Linked DNA regions of Mus musculus: all the other regions are linked to region 1. Evidence: chromatin contacts called from public promoter capture Hi-C data. All regions are on one chromosome and are shown on one strand. The core of a region is the stretch at or near the end of the contact, and the rest is flanking DNA. Distances in the headings are between cores, read along the strand shown.

Region 1 (4,837 bases), core at 1,470-3,969:
GGAATTGGTACAGGCTCAGGATGGTAAACCTAATGAGTATTGAGAACTGCTCTAGCAAGGAATGTATTTCAGTGGATTTTTGCTTATGACTGACAAATGGGTCTAACTTGTAAATGAAAACTGATAGTTTTTATTCATTTATGTATACATATATATATATATATACATATAAAAGAATATTCCTTTTAAAGATCATTTTTTTTCCTAAACATGAAACCTTTGTTTTACTTCTTCTTATTATTATTCTTGTTCCAGACAGGGTTTCTCTCTATAGCACTGACATATCCGAAATCCACTCTATAAACCAGGTGTCTCCAACTGAGAGATCCAACTCTCTCTGACCAATAACTAACGGAATTGATTGTATGTAGCATCATAAACAGTGTAAGTTTATTTAATTAAATATTTTATTTTACTTTGCTAGAAGCTTGTGTGTGTGTGTGTGTGTGTGTGTGTATCTATTCTACAATAGATTCGTGATGATTTATGAGCCTCGTGGTGTCAAAATATGGTATCTGATCCTCTAGAACTGCTGCTTGTATGTGCTTGAGAGTCATCATGTGCCTGTTAGAAAACAAACTCATATTCTATAAGACATTAATTACTCTTAGCCATGGAACAATCTCTTTAGCCTGTAAGCATAGATTTTAAAGTGATTTTGCAAAAAATAGAACCTACTAGAGTATGTTTCAAAGAGAGAAAATTAAATGGTCAAGATGTAAAAAAATGATAGTAGGCAGTAAACTTAAAACTGGGATCATGGTCTAAACAAACATATTAGTCCTGAGACTCTGGCTCCAGTAGACTTTTCCATAACTATGCCTGGGTTCCTAATATTCTGCTGAATGAGGCTCCTCTTTGATGATATGTTCAGGTTGTGACTACACCACCGTAACTCCTCCTCCTATTGAATTATACAGCCACAATGCACAGAAATGGAGACTGCAGAAGACTTGTAAATGGATGCTGCATCCTCACGGATGAACACATCTCATGTGAATGACTACCCTCTTACAAATGTGTGCATGAAAAGACACAAACATACATGTATACATATACCATACACACAACTAATTTAAGCTTACCCTTGACTAGCTTACAAATAAATAAGACTCAGACTATGGTTATTTCCATTGGCTTTGACAATTACTGGGGAGGGCAGCCCTCATTTATTCTTCTAACTGCTATCCTGGTGTCCTCCTTTCTTCCCGATGGTATACCCCAGATACTTGCTGTTTCTCATGGCCATGTCTCATCTTTGAGACATGGCATCTTTGTCCTCTTTCCCCATTCTTCCTCCTTTTCCTGGTCTCTCTTCCTTCTCTCTCTCTTCTCGACCCTCTACCAGGTAACTCAAAACCCACCTACCTGTAATTTCTCCAGTAATTGGCTGTAGCCAATTTGATTTAACTAATAGTATTAAATCAAGGAACAAGGTTTGCACAACAGAACCTTGTAAATGTGAGAAGTCTGTGGTAGGCTTAGATCTTCGGGTATAGAATTTAGCATTACATACATAGCAACAGACCAGACCTCAACACATAACACATATTGGAAAACTAGCTATGCTGAGAAATAATAACTTTTGTGGCTTCTGACAATGCCCTTCACTGCAGCATTCAGGAGGAGGACAGACCAGTCATGATGCTTGCCAATCAAGCACAGGTACACACACGTACTGCTCCTTGCCTCTAGTTTCTCTGAGTGAGCAAATGATCTGCATCTCTGGATAAACATACTCCTGAAAAAGAATAGGGACTCTGCACAGTCTTTGCGCTGAAACGGGTTCCTTTTGGATCATTAGGATTCCGGGAAGTATGAAGCCTTTTCTGTAATGGAGTTTGTAACTTTGACTCAAGTATGAACTACACAGGAATAAACCTTCCCATGAAAAGGTAGGGATTCTCAATCCTGCATGTTTCCAGTGTAACTTCTTTATTACAGTGACTTATTTGACAGTAATATGAACATATATCTGATACCTTTGTATTCAAGGAGAAAACACTCAAGTGTTCTATTTAGAAGGGAGGGAAGTTCAAGACAGATAACACTAATGTTCAAATATTTTCAAATATGACCGATGACAGGATCAGTGCAGAGACAGGAAAATCAATAAGAAACATCAAACCTAAGGCAAAGGGAAATCCTGTAAGTGCACAATGGCTCGACAGTCAGTACACACACCATTGTGATCCCAGGAACTCTGCCCCTCCCCTTGGGAGACAGGAAAGCCTGTACTAAGAAAACATCTGCTGGTGACTAGATTTGATCTCCAATTCTTCTATCTTAAGCGACTAAGATGGTTTCAATAGAATCGTAAAGAGATAATGCTCACTCCTACATTAACTTCCTGCTTCCACATTCTTAAATAAAGCAGATCATGAAAGCATGAATTTTTCATTCGTGAATGATTCTATACATAGATCAGAGTTGTAGCAGAGATAACATGGAAACGTGATGAACGTGATTACTGTGAAAGGCTCATCTTACAGGCAAACATTTCGTGCCATGACCAAGGATTTTAAAAGAGCCCAAATTCCATGTGCATGCCCATGTGCAGCTGCTCTCAGTGGACTGTAATCCAGGCAGTGTACAAAAGCTCTTCAGTGGGTTCCCGGAAGTCCTTCCAACTGACTTGTGGGAAATGTAGTCCCATCGCCTGTGACGTCATCAGAAAGAGCTGTCAGCAACAAAATTCCGTATTCTTTCTTCAAACTTCGCTTCTTCTCAAATTTGTGCAGCTGTCCTGTTGAGCGCTGCATTTGGATTTCTGCCATGGAGGTTGGTGCAGGGAACAGCACCATCTTGCAGATCTGAAGGACTGTGCAGGGTGGCGGATAGGGCACAGAGAGTGCCAACTTGGGCTTGTGAGACAGGAAGCTGCTGACCTTGAGGTGCTGTGCTGACCTAGGCTGGGCCACTGTCCCTGGGCACAGGTTTGAAGAGGAGAAGGTTGGAAACAGCAGGATGGCAAGGGCAGGCAGGGTCTGCTCACTGCCTGTGCCTGAGATGCTGACGGGAGCTCACGCATCTTTGCTGGGGAAACGTGCTCTGCCTAGCTGACGGGTTCTCCTGTGGTGGTTGTCAGATTCTTAGGACATACAGAACACGTGGACATCTAGCGCCCCATATACTTTATGTCCTAGAGATTACTCCTGGTTTGAGCTCACACAGCTTCCCAAAGGTCCTAGTGTCTAGGGACAGAGAGTCCTGTGACGGTGATTGTTGTGTGGGTTGTTAGTTACTTTTCCTTTGGAATGAATTGTTAGATTTATGGATGCCTTGGTTAGAGTGGGAATTTCCAATAGACATCTCTGTGACTTGAATCATCACAATACATGGCTATGTAGCCACAGAATAATCTTGTAATTGGTATGAACCTATGTTTGCCCAATCCAGATAATTATGGATTTTGCACATCAAATTAAAATCGCTAGACAGCAGTACCTCAACGGTTCTGAGTATGTGTTCTGTCCAAATTTGGACTTCTTTTCAGATGAGAGACGACTTGGTGTGATGAGAGATTGCTGGGTGGGGCTGGAAAGTCTGAAAGGGAAGAGGAAAATGGCTCTGCTCATCTGCCAGGCTCTGTAAATTGTTCTCTAATCTGCCAGGCTCTGTACATTGCTCTCTAATCTGCCAGGCTCTGTACATTGTACTATGTTTTCTTATCACATGATTTTCTTCTGTCTCTTCACATTGTCAGCAGCGTCTGAACTGTCCTAAATTTAACTGTCTTAAATATTAAATTTTCTGTCCCTCAATGTGACATTCAGGTTTACTGAGGCACCTTTAATAGTTTTAGGAAGAATTCCCCAAGTTTTTCAACTGCTTTGGAACAGCTGGAATATAAATTTGGAAAGCTGTTATACATTTGGGGTCTAATGATTTTTCACATAGGTTCCTGTCTATGCATAGTTCTCCTCCTGAAGGGTTAAGAGAATAGTTTAGTCCAGAGCCATTTGAATAGCCTTGATCTGAGAACACAGATTTACTTTAATCCAAATTCTATGCTCCAACATGGAATCAGTTTCATGGTTTTACAGAACAAAGAATGTCATTAACCAAGGAAAATTTAAAATACTTTGGTGTGAGTCGATAGAAGCATGTACTACGATATATGGGAGATATTCTATTCACCTAAGATACCATCTGCTGAGATTTTAGCTTTTGGATTCATAGAAACTTATGTTCTCCCTTGTCAGTGGATTCTGGGAGGTTTTTATCTATTGTCATAAGCTATGTGGTCCACTATAGAGTGAGGCAAGGACTGACCCTGAAGGTAAAACCAGCCCAAGGTAAGACAGCTAACCCTGAACCTGCAGAATTCCAGGCTCTGCCCCTCGGTGAACTTACACGTGGGCCATCAGACTCTGCACCCACAGACTCCTTACAAGAGTTTTGCATTCACAGAATACACACAGATTTTAGTGTGTGTGTGTGTGTGTGTGTGTGTGTGTGTGTGTGTGTGTGTGTGTGTGTGTGTTTCAAGATTTCTCCTCCACAGCCGCTCCCCCTATCTCAGGGGATCTTGCTTATATTATCACTCTTCAGTCAAACCAAGTGTTTGTGAGCCAGAGCTGGAGCCTGACCTACAGCATTCAAGTCTACTGTCAGGAAGCATGGGCTTCAGACCACCTTGTCCTAGCTACTGGAATTTTCAATGAGTTTGCAACCATATCTAGAATAAATAGACACTTCCTAGTTAATGTTACATATAACAGTTTATCAATTGGGAATTGTGTGCTGCCTTGTGCAACAAAACACAGTCCTTATAATATAGAAAGAGTACATGAGCATCGTCACATATAACTTACAGGCACCAAATATTTATTTA
Region 2 (4,837 bases), core at 798-3,297, 380 kb before region 1:
TAAATAGTAAAATTTAAGATAAGATCTAAAACAATGCCTCTTTATTAAAGCAGTAAAGCTTGCTTTAATAGGTATTCATAAGTATTAATTGGCATCCAAACTTCGTAATGGGATAGTAATGCTTCTAATATTGATTTTAAAGATGATAAATTGTTTTAAACTTGGGTTTTGCTTTCCCAAGGTTGTAGGTATTATCCTAACCTTGCACAAGAAACTTAAAAATTATGGTTAAAACTGCCAGAGTTCCACTGACTTCAGCCTGCAGTTTCATTGCAAATTTAAGATTTTCTACTCACCCATATATTGTTAATTAAGATTATTACAAGAGTAATCATCTTTTGAAAGCACTAATACAGCTCACTTCATACAAAACTGTGACAGAGTTATCTAGTTATGTTTGTCTTTGTGAATAGATTAGACAATCACTTTGGCTATAGTTGCTGCCTGGCAGGAAACTGCAGTACGGGCAATTTTTTCACAACACTAAAGTTGTGAAGAACATTTTAACTGTAAGTCATCTTAAGAAAGAGTATCAAACTTTAGAGGCGTAGACGGTTACATTGTTCCTCTAGAATTGGTCCTTATTACAGGAGGGCCAAGATGCTCAGATTAAAAAAAGTATTTTACCTTTGAGTCAATGCAGGGCTCTGGGCAGCCCCAGAGCGGCTTGTGGCCTTCTTGTGTTTTGCAAACAGTGCCTGAGAAAGTTTTTCCCTGTGTCCAAGAAAATTTCTTTTTAACAGTGTTGCAGATCTATTCAGATGTTTAAAATAATGCTTAAATTCAAAGAGTTTTGCTTCAGGTGAACTGTAATCACTAGAAAATTTTGCCTCTAGGTATGGCTAATGTAACTTTACCTTATGTAAGAAAAATTTTTATTGTTTCTGCTTCTATACTTGAAGCCAAGAGTTTTAATCTTTCAGTGTATATTGTTTCCTAAGTGGAAAGTATTTTATTAACTAATGCTTCTTAAAGGAAGTTTACCTTAAATCCTTGCTCTCACCCAAAGGATTCAGAGACAATCCTTTTATTACTTAGGGATTTCGCACAGTCTCTGCTCTGAAACAGCTTGCTTTTGAATTATTGTGCCTCAGGGAAGTATGAAATCTTTTCTGTAATGCCATTTGTAGCTTTAACTCAAGCATGAACTACACAGGAATAAACCTTCCCACGAAAAGATGGGAATTCTCAATACTCCAAGTTTCCAGTCTAACTTCTTTAATACATCGACCTCGTTTTACAGTGATATGAACATATTTCTGATACCTTTATATTCCAGGAGGAACGATCTCAGTGTTCTGCTTAGGAGAAGTGAGGGAAGTACAAGGCAGCTACCAGTAATGTTCAAGTATTATCAAATGTGAATGATGACAGGATCAGTGGAGACAGGAAAATCAATAAAGAACATCAAACCAAACACAGAGGGAAATTGAAGAGCCAGTACACACACCATTGTGATCCTAGGAGCTGTGCCCCTCCTCTTGGGAGAGATTCAGAGGAGGAAAGCAAGTGCTCAGAAAATACTTGGTGGTGACTCACTTTGATTTCTAATTCTGTCTTAAGTACCTGGGATGGTTTCGATAACATCTTAAAGAGATAATGCCCACTCTTACATTATCTTCCTTTTTCATATTTTAAGTAAACCATGAAAGCATTAATTTTCCACTCCGTAGTAAGATGCTAATAAGTAGAGATGTGCTTTTTAAAAAACCAAAAACAACAATAACAACAAAAAAGATCCGAGCTTTAAACTCACAATGTTTTAGAAGAGATAACAAGGAAATGCGATAAACATTACTGTGAAACTCAGCTCACAGGCTAACATCGCGTGCTGTGACCAAAGACTTTTTTTAAAGCCCAATTTCCCTGTGGCTGCCCACATGCTGCAGCCTGTTTTTTTCTAACTTCAGCTGCCCAGAGCTGGGCTGCAAGGCAGGCAATGCACAAGACCTCTTCTGTGGGTCCCTGTAAGTCCTTCCAACTGACTTGTGGGAAGTGTAGTCCCGTCCCTTGTGAGGTCATCAGAAAGGGCCCTCGGAATCGAGCTTCCTTAGTCTTTCTTCAAACTTCACTCCTCAAATGTATGCAGTTGTCCTCAGCACTACATCTGGATTTCTGACATGGAGGTTGGTGCAGGGAGCAGCGCCATCTTTCAGGTCTGAGGGGCTGTGCAGGGTGGCAGGTAGGGCACGGAGGGAGCTGGCTCGGGCTTATTGAGAGGCAAGAAGCTGCTGACCTGGAGATGCTGTGCTGACCTAGGCTGGGCCGCTGCGCCTGGGCACGGGTTTGAAGGGGAAAAGACTGAAAACAACAGGATGGCAAGGGCAGGCTGGGTCAGCTGCCTGCCTGTTCCTGAGATGCTGACAAGAGCGCACTCATCATTACCTAGCTGGCCCGTTCTCACGTGACTGTAGTCAGATTCTCAGGACATACAGAGCACTTGACATGTAGCACCCTCTATACGTTATGTCTTGGACACCACTCCTGGTTTGTGCTCAAACAGCTTCCTAAAGTTCCTAGTGTCCAAGGAGCAAGAATCCTGTGAGGGAGGGCAAACTGTTGTGTGGGATGTTAGTTCCTGTTCCTTTGGAACGAATTGTTAGACTCACGGATGCCCTGATTCAAATAAGATTTTCTAATAGACACCTTTGTGACCTGAATGCGACAATACATGGATATAAAACCACAAAATAATCTTGTAGTTGGTATGAACCAGTGTTTGCACAATCCAAATAAATAGGATTTTACACTAAAGATTAAAAATCACTAGACAATAATACCTCAACAATTCTGAGTATGTGTTGTGTCCAAAATTTTGACTCCTTTTCAGATGTGAGAGACTTGACTTGGTGTGATGAGAAATGGCAGGGGGGGCTAGAAAGTCTGAAAGGGAAGGGGGAAATGGCTCTGCTCATCTTCCAGGCTCTGTACATTGCACTCTAATCTGCAAGGATCTGTACATTGCTCTCTAATCTGCCAGAGTCTGTACATTGTTGTCTCTTCACTTGCTTTTCTTCTTTGTGTTCATGTTATCAGCATTGTCTGAACTCTCTTAAATTTTCCTTTATCCCTTAATGTGACATTCATGTTTACTGACACACCCTTCTTAATAGTTTTAGAAAAAATTCTCCCAAGTTTTTCAACTGTATTTGAAAAGCTGTAAGATAGAACTGGAGAGATGGCTCAGTGGTTAAGATATCTGGCTGTTCTTCCAAAGGTCCTGAGTTTAATTCCCAGCAACCACTTGGTGGCTCCCGACTATCTATAATTGGATCTGATGTTCTCTTCTGGTGTGTCAGCAAAAGAATGCTCAAAGAAAGAAAAGAAAGAAAGAAAGAAAGAAAGAAAGAAAGAAAGAAAGAAAGAAAGAAAGAAAGAAAAATACTTTCGGTCTTATGGTTTACACATAGTATGTTTATGATCATTCAAAAATGCACAGTTCTCCTCTTGAAAGGTTAAGAGAATAGTTTAGTACAGAGCAATTTGAGTAGCCATGATCTGAGGACATAGATTTAGTTTAAACCAAATTCCATACTCTAACATGGAATCAGTTTCATGATTGTACACTCAGGAAGAGTGAGAATCAAGCATCCTCCATTGGGCCCTCCTTTTTATTTAGTGTGTCTGGGTCTGTTGATTGTATCATGGATATCTTCGTAGCTAATATCCACTTATAAGTGAGTATATATTATGCATATCCTTTTGGTTCTGGGCTAAGTCACTCAGGAAGATGAAGTGCAAGTTTCTAGTTTCTTTAAATTCAGTTGTGTCACGTAATGTTTTGCTGGAAGCTGTCTCGTCAGAGGGCATGTGATGTTTTGCTGAGAGCAGATGCTTGAGAACGTGGGTGATATTTAGAAAGAAGATAAATAGCACCCCACAGACAATGAGAGGATGCTTCTGCATTGATAGGACCTGCAAAGCTCTGCTGGTCTTCACTACATAGAGAGAAATGCACCAAAGAACTTCTGTGGGATTTTGGCTGCTTCTACTGATTCATATGAATTCAGTGGTTCCTTGTGCTTTCTGTTGGATCTTGCTATGTGTCCTGATTCATGCTTGATGTTTTGTAATTGGACTGGACTGCTGTCTTAGTCGGGGTTTGTATTCCTGCACAAACATCATGACCAAGAAGCAAGTTGGGGAGGAAGAGGTTTATTTGGCTTACACTTCCATAGTGCTGTTCATCACCAAGGAAGTCAGGACTGAAACTTAAGCAGGTCAGGGAGCAGGAGCTGATGCAGAGACCATGGGAGGATGTTCCTTACTGGCTTACTTCCCCTGGCTTGCTCAGCCTGCTCTCTTATAAAACCAAGATTACCAGCCCAGAGATGGTCCCACCCACAAGGGGCCTTTCCCCCTTGATCACTAATTGAGAAAATGCCTTACAGTTGGATCTCATGGAGGCATTTCCTCAACTGAAGCTCCTTTTTCTGTGATAACTCCAGCTGTGTCAAGTTGACACAAAACTAGCCAGTACAATTGACCCCTTGTCAACTTGACACACAAACACATCACTAGTAAACCTCAACCCTTAGTTTCTTATTCATCCCCAAGTTTAAAACATTAAAAGTCAATCGCTTTAAAATGTCCAATATCTTTTATAAGCCAAAGTCTTTTTACAATTAAAATTCTCTTAACTGTGGGCTCCACTAAAATAGTTTCTTCCTTCAAGACTGAAAATAACAGGGCACAGTCACAATCAAAAGCAAAAATCAATCTCCAACCATCCAATGTCTGGGATCCAACTCACGATCTTCTGGGATCCTCCAAGGGTTTGGGTCACTTCTCCAGCTATGCCCGTTGTAGCACACGCGTTGTCCTCTAGGCTCCAGAT
Region 3 (4,837 bases), core at 1,570-4,069, 330 kb before region 1:
TCTTAATATAGTTCTCAATATGCAGAGAAACTTCTTTTGCATATAAAAACTTATTTCAGATGATTCTGAATAAAGACTGTTATTTAGACAATGGTAACTAATTGTCTTAGTCAGGGTTTCTATTCCTGCACAAACATCTTGACCAAGAAACAAGTTGGGGAGGAAAGGGTTTATTCAGTTTACACCTCCACACTTCTGTTCATCACCAAAGGAAGTGAGGACTGGAACTCAAGCAGGCCAAGAAGCAGGAGCTGATGCAGAGGCCATGGAGGGATGTTTCTTATTGGCTTGCCTCCACTGGCTTGCTCAGCTTTCTTTCTTTCTTTCTTTTCTTTTTTTTTCTGATAAGAGTCTTTAATATTCCCTCTGAAATTTCACAAGCCAGGCCTCCATCTTCTGCACTCTTCTTAACATTATTTTCCAAGCTCCTATAGAACATACCACAGAGCACTTAACACAAAATGGATCTTCTAGCGAAAAGTTCCAAAATCTTTCCACAGTCCTCCCCAAAACATAGTCAGGTTGTCAAATGAATACCCCATTCCTAGTACCAAATTATCTTAGTCATGGTTTCTATCCCTGCACAAACATCATGACCAAGAAGCAAGTTGGGGAGGAAAGGGTTTATTAGCCTTGCTTCTGAAAGGTTTCACAAATCTGGTAATGAATTACATGGCCATCGGACTGGTTGATTTTGTGTCAAATTGACACAAGCTAGAGTTATCACAGTCTATATCTTTTTATTGAAAACATAATCTTGTCTATTTCCTGAGGAACTGATTCTAATCTTTAGTGGTTTGATTATTGTATAACAAGGAGACACTGATAGTTTGAATATGCTTGGTCCATGGGAAGTTGTACTGTTAGGAGGTATGGCCTGATTTGAGGTATAGTCTTTCTACAGGAAGCATGTCAGGAGGTGTTGTTTGGATAACTCATATATGTGGTTGAGTCTGGCCAGTGTGACCCAGAGCCTCTTCCTTGCTGTATGCAGAAGACAGACCCCCTTCTGCTGCCTGCAGATAAAAATGTAGACCTCTCATTTCTGCCTAAACCTTACCATGCTTTCTACCATGATGATATTGAACTGACTCTCTGAAAATGTAAGCCAGTTCCAATTAAATGTTTTCTTTCATAAGGGCTTATCCCTAACTAGCTTACAAGTAAAAGAGGTTCAGACTCGAGGTTATTTCATCTGGCTTTGACAAGTACTGGGGTTCAACCCCTAATTTACTCTTCCTCTAACTGCTTTCTTGGCTACCTTCCCAGTGGTGTACTTCAGATACTTAATGTTTCTCCCAGCCATGTACACCCCCCCCCCATGGCAGCTCATCCTCTTCACCCATTCTTCCTCCTTTTCCTGGCCTCTTTTCCTTCTCTCTCTTCTCCACCCCATACCACCTAACTCAAAAGCCACCTACTTCTAGTCCTTCCAGTAATAGGCTGTACCAAATTTGATTTAACTAATAGTTTTCAATCAAGGAACAAGGTTTGCACAACAGAACCTTTTAAATGTGAGAGGTCCATGGTAAGCTTAGACCTTCAGATATAAAATTTAGTATTACAATACATAGCAACATACCAAACCTCAACACATACACATATTGGAAAACTAACTATGCTCAGAAATGTTAAGTCCTTCTGGTTGTTGGCAATGCCCTTCACTACAGCCATCAGGGGGATGACAGACCACTCATGACCTCATTCTAAACAGACATGCCAATCAAATGTCCAGGTGAATGTACTGCTTGTTGACTCTAGTTTTTCTAAGTTAAGGAATCTGTTCTGATCCCTAGGCAAACACACTCCCTAGAGAAGAAAAATTGGAATGGGATTTTGCACAGTCTCTGCTCTGAAACAGCTTGGCTTTGAATTATTGTGCCTCAGGGAAGTATGAAGACTTTTCTGTAATGCCATTTGTAGCTTTAACTCAAGCATGAACTACACAGGAATAAACCTTCCCACGAAAAGATGGGAATTCTCCATACTCCAAGTTTCCAGTCTAACTTCTTTAATACATCGACCTCATTTTACAGTGATATGAACATATTTCTGATACCTTTGAATTCCAGGAGGAACTATCTCGGTGTTCTGTTTAGGAGAAGTGAGGGAAGTGCAAGGCAGCTACCAGTAATGTTCAAGTATTATCAAATGTGAATGATGACAGGATCAGTGGAGACAGGAAAATCAATAAGGAACATCAAACCAAACACAGAGGGAAATTGAAGAGCCAGTACACACACCATTGTGATCCAAGGAGCTCTGCCCCTCCTCTTGGGAGAGATTCAGAGGAGGAAAGCAAGTGCTCAGAAAACACTTCGTGGTGACTCAGTTTGATTTCTAATTCTGTCTTCAGCACCTGGGATGGTTTTGATAGCATATTAAAGAGATAATGCCCACTCCTACATTAACTTCCTGCTTTCATATTTTAAATAAACAATGAAAGCATGAATTTTCCATTCGGTAGTAATATTCCATAAGTAAATCTGTGCTTTAAAAAACCAAGGGGAAAAAAAAAAAAGAAAGAAAGATCGAAGCTTTAATCTCACAATGTTTTAGCAGAGATAACAAGGAAATGTGATAAACATTACTGTGAAACTCAGCTCACAGGCTAACATCGCTTGCTGTAACCAAAGACTTTTTTAAAAGCCCACTTTCCCTGTGGCTGCCCATGTGCTGCAGCTTAGTTCTTTCCAACTTCAGCTGCCCACAGCTGGACCGCAAGGCAGGCAATGCACAAGACATCTTAGGTGGGGTCCCTGTAAGTCCTTCCAACTGACTTGTGGGAAGTGTAGTCCTGGTTCCTGTTTCGTCATTAGAAAGGGCCATCGGACTCGAACTTCCTTATTCTTCCTTCAAACTTCACTCCTCAAATGTATGCAGTTGTCCTGCTCAGCGCTGCATCTGGATTTCTGAGATGGAGTTCGGTGCAGGGACCAGCGCCTTCTTTCAGGTCTGAGGGGCTGTGCAGGGTGGCAGGTAGGGCACGGAGGGAGCTGGCTCGGGCTTGTTGAGAGGCAGGAAGCTGCTGACCTGGAGATGCTGTGCTGACCTAAGCTGGGCCGCTGCGCCTGGGCACGGGTTTGAAGGGGAGAAGGTTGAAAACAACAGGATGGCAAGGGCAGGCTGGGTCTGCTGACTGCCTGTTCCCGAGATGCTGACGGGAGCGCACTCATCATTACCTAGCTGACCCGTTCTCACGTGACTGTAGTCAGATTCTCAGGGCATACAGAGCACTTGGACTTGTAGCGCCCTCTGTATGTTATGTCCTGGAGACTACTCCTGGTTTGAGCTCAAACAGCTTCCTAAAGTTCCTAGTGTCCAAGGAGCAAGAATCCTGTGAGGGAGGGCAAACTGTTGTGTGGGATGTTAGTTCCTGTTCCTTTGGAATGAATTGTTAGACTCACGGATGCCCTGATTCAAATCACATTTTCTGATAGACACCTTTGTGACCTGAATGCGACAATACATGGCTATAAAACCACAAAATAATCTTGTAGTTGGTATGAACCAGTGTTTGCACAATCCAAATAAATAGGATTTTACACTAAAGATTAAAAATCACTAGACAATAATACCTCAACAGTTCTGAGTATGTGTTGTGTCCAAAATTTTGACTCCTTTTCAGATGTGAGAGACGACTTGGGGTGATGAGAGATCACAGGGTGGCACTGGAAAGTCTGAAAGGGAAGGGGGAAATGCCTCTGCTCATCTGCCAGGCTCTGTGCATTGCTTTCTAATCTGCCAGACTCTGTACATTGTTGTCTCTTCACGTGCTTTTCTTCCTAGAGTTCACGTTATCAGCAGTGTCTGAACTCTTTTAAATTTTCTTTTGTCCCTCAATGTGACATTCAGGTTTAGTGACACACCCTTAATAGTTTTAGAAAGAATTCTCCAATTTTTTCAACTGTATTTGAAAAGCTGTAAGATAGGGAAGGAGAGATGGCTTATTGGTTAAGAGCATGCCTATTCTTCCAAAGGTCCTGAGTTTAATTCCAGCAACCACTTGTTGGCTCCCAACCGTCTATTATTGGATCTGATGTTCTCTTCTGGTATGTCAGCAAAAGAATGCTCATATAAATAAATAAATAAATATTTTGAAAAGTTGTAATATAAATTTCAAAAGCCGTGGCACTCTTGGGGTCTTATGATTTACACATAGTAGGTTTATGTTCATGTAAAAATGCACAGTTCTCCTCTTAAAGGGCTAAGAGAATTGTTTAGTCCACAGCTATTTGAGTAGCCATGATCTAAGAACATAGATTTAGTTTAAACCAAATTCCATACTCCAACATGGAACCAGTTTCATGGTTGTACAGAACAAATAATGTCATTGACCAAGGAAAATTTGAAATACATTGGTGTGAGTCTGATAGAGGCATGCACTATGAGACATTGGAGATATTTTCAATGTCTAAGATACCATCTGATGAGATTTTAGCTTTTGGATTGATAGAAGCTCATGTTCTGCCTAGTCAGTGGATTCTGGGAGGTTTTTATCTATTGTCACAAGCTGTGTGGCCGACTACAGAGTGAGGCAAGGACTGACCCTGAAGGTAAAACCAGCCCAAGGTAAGACAGCTAACCCTAAACCTGCAGAATTCCAGGCTCTGCCTCTCAGTGAACTTCCACGTGGGCCATCAGACTCTGCACCCACAGACTCCTTACAAGAGTTTTGCATTCACAGAATACACACAGGTTTTTTTGTCTGTTTGGTTTTTTGTTTTTGTTTTTTGTTTTCAGGATTTCTCCTCCACAGCCCCTCCCCTATCTCAGGGGATCTTGCTTATATTATCACTCTTCAGTCAAACCAAGTGTTTGTGAGCCAGAGCTGGAG

The links. Capture Hi-C pulls out chosen DNA fragments and counts their contacts.
Region 2: a contact with region 1 is called in a promoter capture Hi-C map of liver, with 3 times the contacts expected there. The contact joins the promoter of Zfp738 here to the promoter of Zfp457 in region 1. A contact is called at or near these places in 12 of 484 Hi-C or Micro-C datasets (CD4 T cells, cerebral cortex, double positive thymocytes and 8 more), 2 of 115 datasets of contacts at active chromatin or transcription factors (cardiomyocytes and memory CD8 T cells) and 2 of 9 other capture datasets (adipose tissue and liver).
Region 3: a promoter capture Hi-C map of liver shows a contact between it and region 1. The contact joins the promoter of Zfp729a here to the promoter of Zfp457 in region 1. A contact is called at or near these places in 1 of 39 promoter capture datasets (embryonic stem cells), 12 of 484 Hi-C or Micro-C datasets (the C2C12 cell line, CD4 T cells, CD8 T cells and 6 more), 6 of 115 datasets of contacts at active chromatin or transcription factors (cardiomyocytes, embryonic stem cells, large pre-B cells and 2 more) and 3 of 9 other capture datasets (adipose tissue, liver and pancreatic islet).

The regions. Positions count from the first base shown.
Region 1 is chr13:67,304,294-67,309,130 of GRCm38.p6, reverse strand. Zfp457 (zinc finger protein 457) reads left to right here and starts at 2,719. Exons shown (of 4, transcript NM_001003666.2): 1 at 2,719-2,781. The coding sequence starts at 2,776.
Region 2 is chr13:67,680,722-67,685,558 of GRCm38.p6, reverse strand. Zfp738 (zinc finger protein 738) reads left to right here and starts at 2,047. Exons shown (of 4, transcript NM_001001187.3): 1 at 2,047-2,156. The coding sequence starts at 2,121.
Region 3 is chr13:67,635,763-67,640,599 of GRCm38.p6, reverse strand. It overlaps Zfp729a (zinc finger protein 729a), which reads left to right and starts at 2,819. Exons shown (of 4, transcript NM_183146.4): 1 at 2,819-2,953. The coding sequence starts at 2,918.